2 separate regions of the Sus scrofa genome follow, and region 2 is linked to region 1. Evidence: chromatin contacts called from public Hi-C data. All regions are on one chromosome and are shown on one strand. Each heading gives the region's core, a stretch centred on a gene start, on an enhancer-like site or on the middle of the called end of the contact. The rest is flanking DNA. Distances are from core to core; before and after follow the strand shown.

Region 1 (6,897 bases), core at 1,142-3,641:
GGTGATATTTATCTGTAATGCCTTCTTTCTAAAACACACACACGAACCTGAAATACATAAAGTAAAATATTAACAACTGTTCAATTGTGGTAATTGGAATATAGATGTCATTTGTATAACGTTTGGTTTTCTTCTGATTCAAATGCTTCACGACTTAAAAAAATACAATCAAAACCCAAACTACAAAAACCCAGAACTTGCACAGATTTTCCACTTCCTCACAATTATGACATTTTCTATCAGACACTTACTGATGATGGCCCTTGTGCTCCATAGTGCCCTAAACACCAACTTCATAAAAAAAAAATCTAAACACAAATTATTTATTTTATCCTAAGACATAGAAACTTGGAGTGAAGTTACCTCTTCATCAGTTAAATTTTTACCAACTACAGCTTTGAAAAATTCGGTAATGTCTTCTAGAACATGCATCCATTCTGTTGAATCCCAAACACTCTGATAATCCTTGTAGAGTGGATAAGTTCGACCACAAAAGCCATCAATTATTTTGTGAAGAAGCTACAGAGAGAAAAAAGGAGATTAATTAATTATAAGTAAAATCATGGGTAGCTCCCTGGTGGCCTAGTGGTTACGATTCGGAGCTTTCACCACTGCAGCCCATATCCAACCCCTGGACTGGGAAGTGAGATCCTGCTTCAAGCTACTGCACAGAGTAGTTTTTCACTTTTTTTTTTTTTTGGCTAACATCATTTTATTAAAATTTAGTGAGTTCCTGTTGTGGCTCAGCTGGTTACGAACCCGACTAGTATCCATGAGAATGTGGATTTGATCCCTGGCCTTGATCAGTGGGTTAAGGATCTGGCGTTGCTGTGAGCTGTGGTGTAGGTCGCAGATGGGGCTCAGATCTGGCATTGCTTTGGCTGTGGCATAGGCCAGCAGCTGTAGTTCCAATTCGACCCCTAGCCTGGGAACTTCCATATGTCGCAGGTGCAGCCCTAAAAGCAAAAAAAAAAAGTTAGAGCTTCACACACACAAACCAAACCTTCTGTAATTTTGTTGACCTTCAGAAGCTAAAATAATTTTATAGATACACTGCTGTTTTTCCAAAATTCCTGAAAATAAAATGGTGAGAATAAAAGTTTCTCCTTAGGATTCCTTAGACATTGTATTTATATCAATAACCAAAAAACCAAAAAACAAGGTGACTCTTAGATCAGAGTCTTTTAAAATGTATATATACAAACCCCTTCTCTCCATTTTCCACAATATCCACACTGACTTCTTTTGGCCACTACAAAAAAGACCTCAGTGCCTTTCTTTTTCTTTCTTACATTCCTTTCTCTCTACCCTACCTTAACGCCAAATGGAAATCCTAACACATATAACTGTGCGTAAGAAGATAGTGCATTGTGGAGCAAAACTGGCTAGTCTGAGTCCTAGTTCCACTACTTACTAGTTTAGCCAAGGTATTTAAACATTCTGTGCCCACTTCTTCATAGTAAAACAAAGACATCATCTACCCCCATAACGCTGTTGTAAGGATTGAATAAGAATATATGTAAAGCACTTGGACAATCCTGGCATTAAACATTGCTTGCCATTGCTGTCCTTCTTCTTCTTGTATCATCACTATTACTAAATACTATTGCTGGTACCATGTTTAATGCCTTTTAACATGTATTAACTGAGTATGTGCTATACCAGCACTTGAACCACCCCACTTAAAGTAATTCTCCCAGTTTTTGGTAGCATTTAGCAATATTTTTTTCTGTCGCCCTCAAGGCAGTAGGATAAGCTTCTTTAGGTCATCAAGGTATCCCCAGCGCCTAGCACTGCGCTTGGTGCAGAGGGGAGCGTTCCGGAGGTTTGTATTGAATGAATGAATGAAACAAATAGGCTGCAAGCCACCGCCTCCAGGCTGTGAACTTTGAAAAACTACGTGGCCACTCCCCCAACCCCCACCCCCGCCTCCCAGGGTCTCTGGGGCTCCCGGCTGCGCGAGGACGTAGACAGTTTCCCAGCCAGGAGCGGGCACCGCCGGGCAGTGTCTACGCGCCAAGCCTCCGGAGGGGCGCCTTCAAGCCAGGTCCCCGGAAGTAGTACCCTGAGCCCCTGCCTCCAAGGCTCGCTAGGGTAAGCAGGGGGCGGGCCACTCCGTATCACACCTCTTCCCTCTCCCTTCCCTGGGAAGCCTGCGCGAGCCTGCAGCGGCTCGTATCTGCCCCGAAGGCCTGGCCGCCCGGGAGCCGGCCTAGCACAGCCATCCTCTGCGCCCTCCTCACCTGCGGGCCCAGCTCCGCAGGCAGCTTCTGGAGCCGCCACAAGGGCGTCCCTTCTTCCGGCTCCATCCCTGTGTGAAACAGAGGATCGGTCACGTGACAAGCTTCAGCGTTTCCTTTGGGGGCCTGCGCCTGCCCACGTGACTCCCTCGGTTCGGGCGGGGTGGGGGGCGGGCGCGGAGACGCAGGAGCCCTTGTGCGCGTGCGCAGAGATGCTGCCCACGCTTTCTCCGGTAATTAAGGAAAATTCTTTAAACCTGATACGACTTTGCTTAAACACCCTTAGAAATTGCAAGAGAAGCACATTTGGCCCAGTCGATATAGTTCAGCTGGGCGAGCGTTAGACTGAAAGCACGTTTGCAAATCTTTCAAAGTAGTGTGCAATTTTGCTGGGAGTTCTGTTGAGCTTTTTCTGCACTCTTTAGAAAACCATCTAAAAGGGGTAGCCACATTTAGGGGTGTGCCAGACTCATTTTCCTGGAGGTTTGGCTTATGTCTATTGCTAGAGTGTCTTAATTTGAAAGGCAAATTGAGAGTTTCCATGCGGAGAGTCTTTATATAGATTTCCTAAGATACTAGTTTCATCTCCAATTCCAGGTGACAAAATTAGAGAAGTTCGTAGCGTTGTCAGATGTCCAGTTAAATATGAAATTTCAGATTAGCAACGAATGTGTCTTATAAGTATGCCCTAAATATTGCATGGAACATACACTAAAAAAAGTGTTCATTGAAATTGCTGTTGTGGCACAGTGTAAACGAATCTGACTAGGAACCATAAGGTTGTGAGTTCAGTCCCTGGCCTTGTTCAGTGGGTTAAGGATCAGGCCTTGCAGTGAGCTGTGGTGTAGGTTGCAGACAAAGCTCGGATCTGGTGTTGCTGTGGTGTAAGCTGGCAGCTGTAGCTCCGATTAGATCCCTAGCCTGGGAACCTCCATATGCCACGGATGTGGCCCCAAAAAGGGCAAAAAAAAGTATTACTTATTTATCCGAAAGTTTAACTGGGTATCTTCTATTTAATCTGTCAACCCTAAAAGTCCCTAAAAACGTGAGCTAAGTTAAGAGCACAGCCTGAAGTGAAAAAAAATCAGTCAGACTCTAGAGTCACACTCAACGTTGGGCCAAACCTAAAACCCAGTCTTTCTGTGATTTCTCTCGTTATTACAGCTGTTACTTTAATCAAGTTCTGAAGAATTCAGTAATGATAAGACGATCCCTGACATCCAGAAGTATGTGCAGAAGCAGAGTAGGTTGGAGAGAGAAACAGGAATTACAATCCAATATAAACTTAACAGTAAAAGTAGTGCAAGGTGATAAAGCATACCACAGGAAAGAAAGAATTTTATTTTAGTCTGTGGGCTATGCATAAAAAAACTACCCAGTGACATCCTTCAAGAGTTAGCACAAATGCTTTTTCTCTACCTTACACCCACTTCTTGAATTTTCATGGATGTCCCTCTTTTAAAATTAGCCACTTTCGGAGTTTCCACTGTGATGCAGATGGGTTAAGAATCTGACTGCAGCAGCTCAGGCCTCTGTGGAGGCATGGGTTCCATCCCTGGTCTAGAAACTTCCATATGACACCAGTGGGACCATAAAATTAAAAAAAAAAAAAATTGCCACTTTTTAGTTCTTTAGGTAGGTAGGTACAATTTTCATGGTCGCAGCTGAAACATAATCGTCTTAACACTTCATCTTTATGCATAGGTGCTCCCCAATAAATGAGAAGCTATCTGGAAAAACACCTAATCTGTGTCTGGTGGTAAATGTATGGAGAATAGGGTCTGTTTTCTAAGCAAACAACTAAATTTTATATGTTGTAACAGAATAAAAATATTTATGAAACATCTCCTATATGCCAAACAATTTATGGATTATATCTTATTGATCCTCCCTATAAATGTGTGTGGTGGGTATTATCCTAACTTGAAAAAAGAGGAAATAAAACGTAGAGAACAGACATGTTTCCTCATTTTTCAAGTTAGGATAATACCCAGCACACAAGGTTGTGGGAAGAATTAATAGATATAACAGGGAGTGGGATGGACTGGGAGATTGGAGTTGGTAGATGCAAACTATTGCATTTAGAAAGGATAAGCAATGAGGTCCTACTGTACAGCACAGGGAACTAGATCCAGCTCTTGGGATAGACCATGAGGAAAGACAGTATAAGAAGGGGCATGTATGTATATATATGTATGACTGGATCTGTGCAGCAGAAATTGGCACAACACTGTAAATCAACTATACTTTTAATTTTTAAAAAATGAGAAAACAAGCTTGGTGAAGAAATATTGAGCGTGTGTCGAAGGTCACATAAGCAGTACCTATGATCTTATTTGCATCTGTGAACTGGTAAGGCTTATACCTTGAATTATTCTTATGATCCTAATGGCAAAGACTAAGGAGCAAAATTGTAAATATAAGGTGAAATATTAGTGAAAATCTGAAACAGGCATTCCCACATTGCTGTTGAAAATATAGATTAGTGCACTTTTTGCTGGAGAATTACAGTTACATGCACAAAACCTTTAAAATATATATAACTCTTGAACCCAGGAATTCAGTTTTAGAAATAGAAGAAGGAAATGTTTAGCTCTAAGAAGAGTCATTGATACGTTAGTTACTATAGTAAATAGCTAGTAATGTATTATCGGCCTAACAAATTTTGATACAGCATAAAATTAATCCACAAAAAAGGTGATTTTGTAGAAAAAAATACTTGATAAAATATAAACTTGCTCACTCTACACTACTGGGAAAAAATGTAGGTTTCAAAACTACTTGTACTGTACAATCCGTGGTGTGACTTGCACGGATACTTGTAGTGTGTAAATTCCTGGCCTAGGAATATATTAAATATATAGCAATGGTTATCTTTCATTTCAGGGATTGCAGGTGAATTTGATTCCTTTTTAGTTTTTCTAGATTTTCTATTCAAAGGTTTATTTAAAATGTCCTACTGGTAGCGCTGATAAATTATGATTCCATCTATTCCCTTTAAATTTTGACCTGAAAATTAGCCAAGTCATACCTGAACTCATTCATCCCTTTCTTCCAACATCTTGCGAAGCGCAACCAATATACGTTGATAATTGTCTTCCAATCCCATTGCCTAGAATTATAGCCTCAGCTGGTGTAGATTCTGCCTTCCTAATTGTCAAAGTCTCTGTGTAACATGCATCCTAGCTTTTCAGCCCACTGTTGTCCATTAAGCAAACCACATACTTTAGGTTATTATACAGTTCTTCCCACTCTCATACCAATTTCTGCATCGATCAATGTTAACTGCTTTAACAAAACAACACCAAAATTTTGATAGCCTAACAATATCTATTTATTTAACAAGTATGTTATATGTACACCAGTTTAATACAGATGTAGGTGGTAATGTCCCTCTTTTATTTCTCCTCCAAGACCTCAAGACCTCAGAGTTCTTTTTTTTTTTTTTTTTTTTTTGGTCTTTTGTCTATTTAGGGCCACACCCAAGGCATATGGAAGTTCCTTGGCTGGGGGTCGAATCAGAGCTGTAGCTGCCAGCCAGCCTACACCACATCCAGAGCAACTCGGGATCTGAGCCACGTCTGCAACCTACACCACAGCTCACGGCAACAGCAACATCGGATCCTTAACCCACTGAGCAAGACCAGGGATTGAACCCGCATCCTCATGGATGTCAGTCAGGTTCATTAACCACTGAGCCATGACTCCAAGACCTCAGAGTTCTGTCTGTTCAATCAGTGAATGGGAAAAGAGACAGTGTATGCAGGGTTATAAAGAAGATTTTTATGTGCGAGATCTAGAAATGGTGAACAGCAGGTCTACACGTTTCCATCATCCAGAAGCCAGATTCATGGCAGCACCTAGCCATAAGGGAATCTTAAAAATATAGTTTAGGAGTTCCCATCGTGGCGCAGTGGTTAACGAATCCGACTAGGAACCATGAGGTTGCGGGTTCGGTCCCTGCCCTTGCGCAGTGGGTTAACGATCCGGCGTTGCCGTGAGCTGTGGTGTAGGTCGCAGATGCGGCTCGGATCCCGCGTTGCTGTGGCTCTGGCGTAGGCTGGCAGCTGCAGCTCCGATTAGACCCCTAGCCTGGGAAGCTCCATATGCCGCGGGAGTGGCCAAACTATATATATATAGTTTAGCTGTGTGCCCAAAAGAAAAAGAAAACAGAGTTTGGTAAACAAAGTTATCTCTACTACACTCATGGTTTTTTAAAAGGCAATTGAAAACTTCTAATAGGAGATACAGCAACCCTGTGAACAAACATCCTCTTTTCATATGGAACAATCACGCTTGACAACCTACTATTACCACCTGCAAAGTATAAAACCAAGCTTCAACTCATATTTCATGCCTGTTTCAAATTAGTGTTCCTTCAGGTTTGTATTCGTAGAAGGATCTGAGAGGTGAATAATTCAATCAACGCCTTTCTGTGTTATTGCCACTATCGGGTTAGATTAAAATCCGTGATTCTAAAAGTTATGTCTGAGAGAAATTAAGGAGGCAAAACTGCCTGGTTGTTTTGGTAAAACTGAATTATACTAATTTAGAACTATTACAAGGAAAGATCCAGTTTTCAGGATTTTTTTTAGGTTCCCCAGACTCTATTCTGTCATTTCACTCAGAAGATATTGGCTCACGATAACTGAACTTT
Region 2 (6,897 bases), core at 2,426-4,925, 500 kb after region 1:
TGCAGGCCGGCAGCTAAGCCTGGGAACTTCTATGTGCCGCCACGGGTGCGGCACTAGAAAAAATAACAATAACAATAATAAAATAAAATGAGATTTTTAAAAACAACTGGTACACAGTGAATTTTAAGAGATGGGACACATACCCACTGGGAGCACATCAGAATCAGCAGAGGTGGGTACTTTTTCAAACCATCCTCTTCCATACGACAACCCAGGATGGCAATGGCCCACCAAAGACTTTCCATAAGCAATATTCATCATACAACCACTATGCTTAAAATCTGCTTCTTAGAAAGCTCAAGGACGTTTTGTCTTTACTAAAATGTGGTCACAGGAGTTCCTGTCACGGCTCAGTGGGTTAAGAACCTGACTAGTATTCATGAGGATGAGGGTTCGATCCCTGGCCTCACTCACTGGGTTAAAGGATCCTGTGTTGCCATGAGCTGTGGTGTAGGTCGCAGACTCAGTTCGGATCTGGAGTTGCTGTGCCTGGGGAACAGGCTGGCAGCTGCAGCTCTGATTCGACCCCTAGCCTGTGAACCTCCATATGCCACAGGTGTGGCCCTAAAAAAGAAGGGAAAAAAATGTGGTCACAAAACATAATTATTTAACAATAATTTAAAATGTTACTAACATGGAAGATGTACTTCTTACAACAATTTCATCCCCAAAAGAAATGTTAAATAAATTTGGGAGCAGTTCTTCTACTATTCTCTCTGGCCATGACTTTACTTTTTTTTTTTTTTTTTTTTTTTTTGGCTTTTCTAGGGCTACTTCCTGTGGCATATGGTGGTTCCCAGGCTAGGGGTCTAATTGGAGCTGTAGCCACCAGCCCACACCAGAGCCACAGCAACGCAGGATCCGAGCCGCGTCTTCAACCTACACCACAGCTCTCGGCAACGCCGGGTCCTTAAACCACTGAGCAAGGCCAGGGATGGAACCTGCAACCTCATGGTTCCAAGTTGGATTCGTTAACCACTGTGCCACGATGGGAACTCCACCTGTACTTCTTATACTTATTTTGTTACATGGTTAAATAATAATGCAAAAAGAATTAGATTACTTCATAGCACATTCTCAATGAGGCTTCACAGTCCTCAAGACCAAGGACTAATGCTTGAGAATTTTCTTCAAGCATTAAGTGTTAATAAACTCTTCTGGACAGCAACCATAGTACAAGAAAGGAGCCACAAACATCCTACATTGATCTTAATTCATTAGAGCCCATAATAATGCCACTTTATGCCTAAAACTGATGAACCTCTACTAATATAAACTTTCTTATTTTAGGTGGCATATTTGTACTTAATGACGTTTTATCTGTTAGTTCCCTCATGAAATGTTTATCCTTTTCTTGTTGCTGAGACTACTCAGTACTCCAAGTAAAATTGGAGGAAAATGTACAGGGCCTACACAGGACTGAGTACTAGAAGAAAAGTAATTGCTGTAGGATATATGACTCAAAATTTCATGTACAATATGATAAATATCATTATGAGAAAGAGCTCTTAAGAATACATTTTTAAAAGGCTGAATTAGACATAATAATAAAAAAAAAAAATCCACAACCTGATTAATAGACCCACATAAGATCATCTCAAAGAAAGTTGACAAAGCAACCTCCCCATATATTATTTCTTTCACTCAAATCTCAATTATCCAGCTCAAGAAGGCCTGCTTTCCTACTCACCAGAAAATCCAAGAAAGTCTACCAAAACTGTTCACACTGCCCCCCCACCTCACCACCACCACTCCCCAAAATTCACTAACAAAGGGAATACCACCTAACTTTATCTTAGAACACACCCAGGGGAGTTCCTATCATGGCGCAGCGGAAACGAATCCGACTAGGTTTTCGGGTTGCAGGTTCAATCCCTGGCCTCGGTCAGTGGGTTAAGGATCCAGCGTTGCTGTGAGCTGTGGTATAGGTCGCAGACAAGGCTCGGATCTGGCGTTGCTGTGGCTCTGGCGTAGGCCGGCAGGTATAGCTCTGATTAGATCCCTACCCTGGGAACTTCCATATGCCGCGGGTGTGGCCCTAAAAAGACAAAACAAAACAAACAAAAAAGAAAACATTCAGAAGTTTAATCTGCTCCTCTCCTCCCAAAAATATATTCCGAGCACAGCAATACAATGATTTCAGGGCTTATTTCCCTTAGCCTCCTACACTCTTCCATTAGTGTGGACAATTGAGAGTTAAGTGTGTGCTCTCAGGCTCCACCAAAACACTGCTTTGGATGAAGGATACTGACAAGCAGGAGGAGGCCACACCAGACATACCCAGAAAAGGACACAAAATTTGTGACGAGGAACCACAGTCGAAAGTACCACAAACTCAAGTGCTTACAGGACAAAGACAATTAAAGTTACTAAACTAAGGCAATCAAATCAAGATGGCAAATGACACGTGGCCCCAGAAGTAGGAGACCCAATGAGAAGTGGAAAGCCTAAACCCATTCTAAATGGGATTTCTTCGATGTAGCCTAGCTGGCTGTTCCCACGCGACAGCCACAAAGTTTCATTTTCCAAGAAAAGTAGATGATAACCAGACTGTTATGAGATTTTTAAAAAGAAAAGAAAAAACAAAAATACTACTGGCAACCAATTCAGATTTAATTCACTGTGTCAACCAAACCAAACCAAACCAAACCAAACTAAAGGCTAAATCAGATTCCTCCCCTCGGGGGGTGGGGGGGGGCACAATTTGCAACTTTTGGTCTAGACACTTAGCAGGCAAAAAGAGTGAAAAGAATACTGGATGGGGAAATAACAAATATTCCTATCACTTAAAATGATGAAAAAAGTCTGATGGGAATCAGCCTAGAATGAGCAGCTTCCTGAAAGGTTTGAGAAATGAGGCTAACAATAAACTCCGGAAGAAGAAAAGAAATGAATGGGGCAGAGGCAGTTCTGACTATCAAATGTCTTAGCAGGCATCCAAGTGAGCCCCCCGACAAGTTCCATTCTCACCACTGGCTACGGAAGTCTGCGGCGCTTCAGATCCCCAGGGGCTGCGTCGGGCTGAGCTACCTGCAGCCGAAGCGGTCGCGGCTCCTCCCGGGCTGGGGCCAGGACCAGTAGCGCCCACCGACCCCTTCTCTCGCCCTCCTCCGGCGCCGCGGAGATGGACTCCATTTCCCGAGGAGGGGGCCGCAGTGGCCCGTCCACGGGCTCGGCCTCGGCCACCGGCCACCTGGCGCCAGGAAGCTTCCATCCCTGCAGGAGTGGGGAGGGGGGGAAAGAGTGGAAGGAGCGTGAGCGCGGTGGTGTTTAGACGGGGAAAGGAGAGAGCGGGGGGAGCCGCTGTACCGGGCAGAATGAGGAGGGTCTCCGCAGGGCAGGGACCGGGTCGCGGCCCTGTCTCTCCCAGAGGGCGAGTCCCCGCTAAGCCCGGGCTCTGGAGATGGATCGAAGAGAGAGAGAACTAGGCAGAGAAATGGACTGCGAGGCAAGGAGCATCCAGCGCCGGAGAAGGAGAGCCGTAGAGGGGGAAAGCGCCTCCTCAGCCTCAGGGGTAGCGGGGTGACAGCAAAACTGCGGACAGACCCCGCGGGTCCCTCCAGGAACCAACTGTGGTAGCAAACCCGTTGAAACGCTACGTCTCCTTACCGACGGCGCCCGCCTCCAGCGACTACAACTCCCAGAAGCCCCAGCCCAGGGCTCTCAGAACGCGTGGCATCACAGGCCGCTTCCTCATCCGGGACTGTGTCTGTGTGTTGAGGCAGAGTGGAGGCTGGGGGCGGGGTTGGGGTGGGGGTGGGGTGGCAGAAAAGTCCTCTGAGAACCCGCGAGGACTGAATCGGATCGTCAGAAACTACAATTCCCGGTGTGCTCCGGGGCTCGGGAGAGGTGGGCGCCACAGAGAGAGCGCAAGGTGGGGAAGTGGGCGGGCCCTGAGGCTTTTGGGATGCTTGAAGATTCTGCTGCTTTCCCGCAACTGCCCTAAACCCAGCAGGGTATCGGGAACATGTCCCAGGGGCCGATAATTGACTGTCCGCCATCTTTAGCCTTGTTTTCTGGCTTTCTGCTGGCAGGGAATTTTTCTCACTGACGGGAAAGGCGTTTACTATGAAAACACTTTGGGGTCGGGGAAGATGGAGGAAAAGCTGAGAGAGAGAAAGTGTTTGGAGTGGAGAAAGCGCCTTTCTGAGGTGCTAAAGCAATGGAGAGGATAAAGCTAATGGTATTATTATCATAGTCCTTAATAGTTTACAGTATGCTTCTCTGGAAGCAAGCTGACTTTATTTTCAGGACAGCTCTGTAAAGTATACTTAATTAAGGAAAGTAGTTGAGAGCCAGGTGTGATCCTAATTCTTCTGACTTCACTGTTTCCAATAAGATATAGAAAAAGAGCAATTTCAAAAATTCGGAGGCCTGTCTTTGAGAAATATACTGATTGCTGTTTGGGACTATAGGATTCTTTACAACCCTTCAATTTAACTAATTCCTGTACTTTAATAATAAATAACTAATATTTATATAGCAAGTATTAAGTGCCAGGTGCTATTTTAAAGTGTTTTACATATATATGTCTATGGATAGTGCGGTACTCGGAGTCATCTTATTAGTCCCATCTTACATTAAGAATAGTGAGGCACAGAGAGGTTAAGTAACTTGCCCTTTATATAACTAGTTATTGTTATCAATCCCATTTTTTTTTAATTACAAAATAAAGACAAAATTTTCTTATTCAGCATCCTGGCATGCAACTAAGTCGTATGACTCTTGACTTACACTTTTGAACACACCATGCCGTTAGGTGATAACTGTACAAAAAGAAACACAAGGCTGCAAGACAAGAATAGCCGGAGAAACTGTTACAATATAACTTGTATCTTCACTGTTTCTTACCCCATCCCGAAACTTTGCTAAAAATAGAATGTGCTAAAAATAGAAATTACCCCTTTACCTGTATAACAAGCTGTTGCCTAAGCTGGGGGAGCCTGAGCTCTCTTTGCTCAGAGCTCTCAGCCACTCTGTTGGTTGGTAAGCCCGCTTGAGCTCTCAGCGCTCCAGTTTCTCCCTCCTCTTTCCCTCGCGGTTTCTAACCCATGCTATATGATTACTATGAAAAAATATTTAATTTTTACCTAGAAATTCCAGTTACTTTTAGAAGACCTAATTGGGCCAAAGGCTCACATGATCAGAATTTTCCCCTGCCATATTATACAATGAAAATTGATAATCATAGTAATTACTGTGGAATCAAAAAGAATGTTATGTGCTCTCTGAAAGAGCAAACATTTATTTTAATATCATAATAAAGTTTAGCAGTGGCGAGCTGGTGTGTATCATAATGTTAAAGCATATATACAGTGAGAACACATTTCAACAGCTGCCATTGCTGTTATTTTCACTTTGAAATTTCAGATAAAAATTGAGAAAAGCAAGAGTTCTTCGTGTTTATCCAAAGGGAACATGAGAAATATGTTAAAATGATAAAGCTATGATTACACTCCAGTCCATATACCTAAAGTAAATGAGTGCATAGCTCCACAAAAACTCATGATTATAGCAGTTTTATTCATAATAGCTAAAAACGAGGAACAACCCTCAGGTCTATCATCAGGAGAACAGAAAAATAAATTGTGATATATTCACATAATGGGATGTTATGCCAAAAAGAATGCTGATACGTGTAGCAAGATGGGTGAATCTCAAAGTTAGCATGTCGAACAAAAGAGACCAGACACGACAGAGTACTGACTTGTGAATCTTTCTGGACAAGTTACAGAAGCCAGATTAGTGCTTGCTTCTAGTAGGGGTGGGAGAACTTTAACTGGGAAGAGGGAAAAGACATCCCCCTGAGTGGTGGAAAAAATTCTATCTCGAATTGGGTGGTAGTTTCACTTTTGTATACATACGTTAAAAAGAAATTATACTTGTATAATTTGTGAAATTTGCTATATGATACATCTCAACTTTTTAAGAAGTCTAAAATAAAATATAGAAAAATAAAATATTTGAATACCCCTATTGTCCAGTCATTTGAAAAATTCTGATTTAATTGTATTTATCTGTCCATTACTGACATGTTATCCTGATATAGATTCTTTTTGCCAGTGTATCCACACACGGCCTCCTAAATCCGTTTATCTTTGACAGATACATCTATGCTTAGGTAAACACCATGCCAGTTATTAGTATATGGGCCCTGAGCTCCAATTCACCCTTCAGTATATGCTCTGTGATGGAGGACAGAAGTCCTTTAAGCATCTCCATAAAGTGCATGGTATTAGGTTTTCTCAGGAGAGGGCACTGAAGCAGTGGCATTGAAAGAGGACAGATGCTCTCCTGCTATTTCCTGCTGCTGCAGAGTGGGTCAGCAACCTTGCAGCCCTTGTCTTGCCCAGAGATAACCTTCCTTCCGAGCCACCCTCGTAACATGGAAACAGGCCCCAAAGTCTTTTCTCACACTGGTGCCCTGAGTCACCACACACTTTGCAGCTGACACCCCCTCCTTTATACCTGCCACCCTCCCACTACAGACATGGGCACAACACACCTCTGCCTTGGTTCCCATTCCCTCTGCAAACTCACCCCACTGGTTCCTGATCACTGCTCCAGAGGTGACTGTGGAACAGCTGTGGCCAGAACAAACTAGCAAACTTCTCTGCTATCCAGTGAGTGGAAATAACACCATTTCCAATAAGATCTGAACCAGCCTGGGGAATCAAAGTTCGTCCTTCCTTGGGTATTTTCCCTCAGCCCTAGAATATCATATATGATTTCCTTCTAGTCATTTTTTATCAGAAATTAACAATTCTATGTTTTAAACTTAACCCACTATGTGGTTTCTATTCTTGACTAGACCCAGACTGTTACAAGCATTGTATACATTATACATCAGTCTTATTTGACATATGGGATATGACCCAATCAAAATGATAGAAAAAA

What was found. A called contact is a pair of places that touch in the nucleus more often than the background predicts.
Region 2: a Hi-C map of skeletal muscle shows a contact between it and region 1, with 4 times the contacts expected there. The contact joins the promoter of NFXL1 here to the promoter of COMMD8 in region 1. A contact is called at or near these places in 2 of 47 Hi-C or Micro-C datasets (liver and skeletal muscle).

The regions. Positions count from the first base shown.
Region 1 is chr8:37,377,933-37,384,829 of Sscrofa11.1, forward strand. COMMD8 (COMM domain-containing protein 8) reads right to left here and starts at 2,392. Exons shown (of 5, transcript XM_021100563.1): 1 at 2,244-2,392; 2 at 364-519. The coding sequence starts at 2,309.
Region 2 is chr8:37,871,907-37,878,803 of Sscrofa11.1, forward strand. NFXL1 (NF-X1-type zinc finger protein NFXL1) reads right to left here and starts at 3,676. Exons shown (of 23, transcript XM_021100578.1): 1 at 3,610-3,676; 2 at 2,971-3,216. The coding sequence starts at 3,214.